Linked DNA regions of Mus musculus: region 1 is linked to region 2. A link is a contact called in public Hi-C data. All regions are on one chromosome and are shown on one strand. The core of a region is the stretch at or near the end of the contact, and the rest is flanking DNA. Distances in the headings are between cores, read along the strand shown.

Region 1 (2,700 bases), core at 98-2,597, 1.0 Mb before region 2:
CATTTAAAGGTCCTCAGTTACTCAAGAATTACTGGGTCAAAGAGGATGGCTCATTCATAGCATTTCAAATAAAAAGTATTGCCAAACTGCTTTCCAGGAAGGTTTTCTAATTCACTAGTGAATGGTTACTGCAGTCCTGTTTTTCTGTCCCTACCCTTTGTGCTTGTGTGCATACACATGTGGTTTTGTTTGTTTCTTTGTTGTTGCTGGTTTTTTGAGACAGGGTTTCCTCTATATAGCCCTGGCTGTCCTGGAACTCACTTTGTAGACCAGGCTGGTCTCGAACTCAGAAATCTGCCTGCATCTGCCTCCCAAGTGCTGGGATTAAAGGTGTGCGCCACCACTGGCCGGCATTGTTTTGTCGTTTTAAGCCAGGTTTTGCTACTTACTCCAGACTGGCCTGGAGCAAGTGCTCCGTCTTCCTGCCTTAGCCTTCCGATGTCTGAAATTACAAGCATGCACCACCTGAATTCTTTGCACGCTTCATCCTACCAATTATTATTTTCGTTTTAGAGTTCTCCCCACTCCCAATACAATTGTCTAGCCCTACCTTGTTTTTTTTACCTAAACTCAAGAAGCTTAGTCTGGCCTTGAACTCCTGACTTTCCTGTCTCCTAAGCACCTGCCAAGTGCTAAAATTTCGGGTACGAAATAGCAAGCCTGGTTTTAATTGTATTTTGTTGAGTTTTTTTTTTCCACCATTCAACTTGTGAGTCCATGTTGACTGACTACTGACAGACCCACAAGAGCACGCTCACTACTTAGAAGTTTTCCAGCCTGCCTTAATACTTGGACGAAAATGGGGGTTTTTACAAATCACGATGGTGGAAGGTACTGTAAAGGCGTCGGCTCTCCTTGCCAGGAAGCAACATCTCGCGGGATGTCGGTGGTCCTTGAGTCCTTGGACAGGACTACAAGGCCCAACATGCAATGCGCCCCAAGGTCCAAGCGGCCGAATGAAGGCCTGGAGCCCTTATCACGTGTCAGCTTGCGTCAAGCGGCCGGTTGTCACTCCCACGCTTTTTTCTTCCGCTTGCACCTTGGTCGCCATTTTGTGTTGAAGGTTGTAGAACCTCTGAGTCTCGTCGACTCTATGGTCAAGCATTTCGGGATTCGACCAATCGTAACCCCGAACTCGGAAAAAGAACCCGCCTTTATCCGCAAGGAGGCGGGAATTGCCACGAAGCTCCTGTGGAGAGAGAGGAAGAAGCTGAAGAAGACCAATAAGAAGGATGGAGTTGATGACGCCAGCCAATTGGAACGTGGAGAGATAACGACCAATGGGAGTGAAGGGACTCCGAACACGTGGGTGGGGGAGCTGAGCGCTCAGACCAAGGGCTAAAGCTGGGAGGTGAGTCAGTCACCTTGAGCAGGGAGTGTGCTGTGGGCCGAGCAGGGGCTGCAGGGGAGTGGGAGTGCAGGTGACTTGGGGCTGGGAGACAGGGGTCCGCAAGGCCGTGGGTTGTGCCACGTGGAGCACCATTTGCCTCCAGGGATAGGGAAGGAGGACTAGAGTCTTTAAGCCTTATCAATTAATGTTAATTACCAACGGTAATGAGCGATAAACGGCCGCTGGGGAGAGTAGGGGACAGCAGTGTAACTTGGGCAGGATCCTGCACGACGTCTGCCAGTTTCTGCCTCCGGTCTTCCCGGGAGACCATTCCTTTTCGCAACATTTCCCTCTTGGGGCCTGAGCCACCTCCTTTTATTTCCGATCTCGGTTGCTGTCCTTCTGCAGACCCGCTGCGCAGAGAGTGGTTGACCCCGGAATCTGCTCTGTCCTTCTGACCTCTAATGCCCTCCTTAGCTGGGGTATAGGAAGAGGGTTGGGGGGAACGATTGGAGGTGGATGGGGACAACAGGAGGTTGCCAGTATAAGCAGACACCCGGGCTTTCATAGGAATTACGGTTTTTTTTTTTTTTCTTTTCTCCCCCTTCTTGCAGATTGAAAAATGCAGACCACCAAGGCACTGCTCATTTCTCCAGCTCTGGTAAGCGGAAGCTCCGGGTTTCCCTATAGTGCCGGGTATGGTATGGGAGCAATCATGTTTAATGAATGGACTAAGAGGGGCTGGCGTTCCGTGATGATGATGATGGCTATTGGCGGAGGGTATAGGAGCTGTTGCAGGTAACCTATGTTTATTCAGGCCTGTAAACCAAGCCGTCGTGGCTTTCTGAGCGTCCTCAGATAAGCTAGAGCTGACCTTTTATTACAGTCCTGGGTTGGCTGTAGCCAGACAGCCGGAAAACAGTTTTTCTCAACCTCGGCTGCGTGTTCAGTTCATCTGGAAAGCCTAATGCTTCTACTGCCCAGACTGCTCCTCAGACCAATTGCATCAGACTGAGAATGAAGGTGGAACCCCTAAGCAATTTTGGTAGAATGCCCCAGGTGATGCCAATGTTCTGCCAAGCCTGAGAGTCATTGTACTGAATAATGTGTCAAGCAATCCGTGTCACTGGGAGCTTTCCTAAGATGGCTGTTCTGGGAGTCAAACCAGGCTTCCTGGCCCGCTGCCTGAAGGATATATGTTGCTGTGAATGCATCTTAGTAAATCTCTCCCCTTGATTGCCTTTTGTTACCTCAACAACTGACTGGATGTTTGGGTCTTACTCTATTCTGGGAAACTGATTAGGTCTGTGCCCTTGGAAATGGACTTTGGTATCCGGTTTGGTTTGGGTTTGGTTCTGAGGATTGACCCC
Region 2 (2,700 bases), core at 74-2,573:
CCCATAGTCTTGCATATTCTAGGAAAACACTCTATTACTGAGTTACTACCAGCTCAAACCCACCTTCTCTACCTTTTGGAGAAAAGATCTTACTAAATTACCCAGGCTGGACTTAAACTCACACTGCCTCAGGTGGGCCTTGGACAGATCTCCTCCTGCCTCAGCCTCCAAGAGGAGCACCAGGACTTCCTAAAGGCCAAACCTCAATCCTGTCTGTGCTTCACAGGGCCATAGTAAAGGCCGGGAAACCACTGGATAATCAATAGTAATGAACCTAGGAAGGCCCAGAGAGTGGGGCACATACCAAGTTTTACCAAAAGAGGGCGCATGACATTTCTCAGGGAAGAGGCAGGGAACTGCTAGGAAGACTGGGCTGGGCTCCCAAGCCGCTAACCACTAAGATGCCTTAGCTCCTGGGGACTCGCAATAAGGAAGCCAGCGGCACAGACAGTTGCTCGTCTCGGGTTAGGTGCACAGAAGGTTACCTTCTTAGGTGGTTGTGCAAGACGCGCAAGGTTTTATGCTCAGTCAAATGAGCGAGGTAATAATAAAATGGAACTTAACTAAAATTAGCACTGACCATAGCTCCTGCTCCCGCCTCTGCCAGTCCTAAGGGGGTTTGGCTCTGGCTGTTTTTGTTGTTGTTTTCCAAGTACCAGAGATCAATACAGGGCTTCATGCATACTGAGCAAGTGCCATGCCTTCTGAGCTACATTCCCACCCTGATATCGGATCTTTTTCGAAAGAGAGAGAGAGAGAGAGAGAGAGACCTTTTCTTGGGCTTTTTGGATATTTATGGAAGTCAGCGGGTTGCACGCATATAGGATAGCTTAGTATAAGCTCGCATACTGGTTTCGGATTTTGCAAGTGTTCATTCTGGGTCCATCATAGGAGTGAGAAACCACTGTGAGCCCCTATAGCAGAGCAGGTAAGCAGGTTGTCAGGTCAAACAGGTGCCTTTAGGAAAGGGACAGGGCAGGGAAGGGAGGTTTTAAAGAAGGAGACAGGGGAAAGAACCAGGGAAAGTAGAACGTCAAACGAAGGGTTAGCGGGACTCTGGGGAAGAAAGGGTTAACTCGGGGCTGGCCCCCAAGAAGTGTAGTTGGCGACAGGAGGCGGGACTTGAGCACAGCCCAGGAAAACAACAGGCCGTCTCCAGCACCTTCACGGTTAAGGAGGTGGGCCTCGAGGAGAGCCACGTGTCGAAGCGCAAGGCTATTGGTTCTCCCAGAGTTGTTTGTGCGCGCCCATTGGCGACGTCGGGGCGCCGGGACAAGCCGATTGGCTAGGCGTTGGAGGCATCGCCAGGGCAAGGGTAGGGAGGAGGCGGCCGAAGCCCGTCTCCCGGCTAAGCTGGGCCGAGCTGACGGCCGGTGCCAGCGCCTCCAGCCCCGGGACAGCAGCGAGATCCAAGCCCGAGCCGCAGGCGCCGTCGCCATGCGCTGGGTCCGGGCGCTGTTGAAGAATGCGTCCCTGGCAGGGGCACCCAAGTACATCGAGCACTTCAGCAAGTTCTCCCCGTCCCCGTTGTCCATGAAGCAGTTTCTAGACTTCGGTACGGAGTCGGCGTAGGCGGGCACCGGGGGCTGTGGGCGCGGGGAAGGAGACCCTGGCAATGAGAGGTTAACATCGGAGGAAGAGGTCCTGGGTGGTAGGAGGGTTGGCTTGGAAGAGTATGGACAGGAATGGGTAAACGGCGAGGCCAACCTGGCTGCCCACAAAGAGTTAAGAGTGCCCCCTTCACAGTTAACTAAGAATGGGGGCGCGGAGAAAGCGTTGCGAGGGATCGTGGAGAGTAAGAGACAGTGAGGGCATAGGACCCTATCCAGACATGATAGAGTTAGTGGGAGATCCCGGCCACTGAGAGTGGGCAGCCAAGAGTAAACAGGAGACGTGCTGTTGGAGTGCTAAGGAGATTCAGCCATCTGGAAGACCTGTGCTGTGCACGAAGGGCGGGGTACTTCTGAACAGAGCAAGGGAGAAAAGCCAGGGCAGGTGGGAAGGGGGCCCCTTGAAGTAGGAGGTGCTAACAGGGGAACTCCCCTGACTGGTGAGCCTCCACCCACTGCAGCTGCCCACTGGGCAAGGACACTTGAAGATCAAATCTGTTCTGACCTGGCAGCGGTTCCTAGCTGGGCAGAGCCCAACTTACCATGAGGTAGTCAGGTGGCTTTCACCCTCCTATGGCTACCCCTGGGTTTCTGAAGATCACCCACTCGGTGTTCTGAGGGTGGAGGTGGCTTTGGGGCAGGAGAAAGCTTTGCGGAGTGGAGGATGGAGACGTTGTGTGGCCCCCATCTGTCTGCAAGGTATTCCCTGGTGCCAGCTGGTGTAGGGAGTGGACCCAGGTCTCTCAAGAGTTGGCTGTGTCACAGGCAGGAGGACAGGAAGATGGCCGACAGGACTTGGGCACCTGTTTTCCAGGATATGCCTTGTTACTCCCTGTTCAGTTGGAGTTGTGAGCTTTGCTTGTGTAGGAAATCCTCCAGGGCCCACTCCAAGTCCCCGCCAAATGAATGCCACAGCTAGAAGGGACTTGGCCGTAGTTCGGTCCACCTATCTGGGGAAAACTGCTGATGATATACAGTAAGTTACAGAAGCATCGCCTGCTGTTGATCCTAGGTCTCCTGTCTCTAGCTGACACAGCTCATTCCTCTACTGCCTGTTAATCTTGACCCTGGACCAAGGTCCCCATTTGCC

The links. Hi-C and Micro-C count contacts between places; a contact is called where the count stands out from the background.
Region 1: a Hi-C map of B cells shows a contact between it and region 2, with 6 read pairs. The contact joins the promoter of Atp5g1 here to the promoter of Pdk2 in region 2. A contact is called at or near these places in 1 of 39 promoter capture datasets (pre-B cells), 1 of 484 Hi-C or Micro-C datasets (B cells) and 1 of 115 datasets of contacts at active chromatin or transcription factors (pancreatic cancer cells).

The regions. Positions count from the first base shown.
Region 1 is chr11:96,074,278-96,076,977 of GRCm38.p6, reverse strand. Atp5g1 (ATP synthase, H+ transporting, mitochondrial F0 complex, subunit C1 (subunit 9)) reads left to right here and starts at 1,347. Exons shown (of 5, transcript NM_001161419.1): 1 at 1,347-1,421; 2 at 1,945-1,991. The coding sequence starts at 1,953.
Region 2 is chr11:95,039,994-95,042,693 of GRCm38.p6, reverse strand. It overlaps Pdk2 (pyruvate dehydrogenase kinase, isoenzyme 2), which reads left to right and starts at 1,323. Exons shown (of 11, transcript NM_133667.2): 1 at 1,323-1,555. The coding sequence starts at 1,438.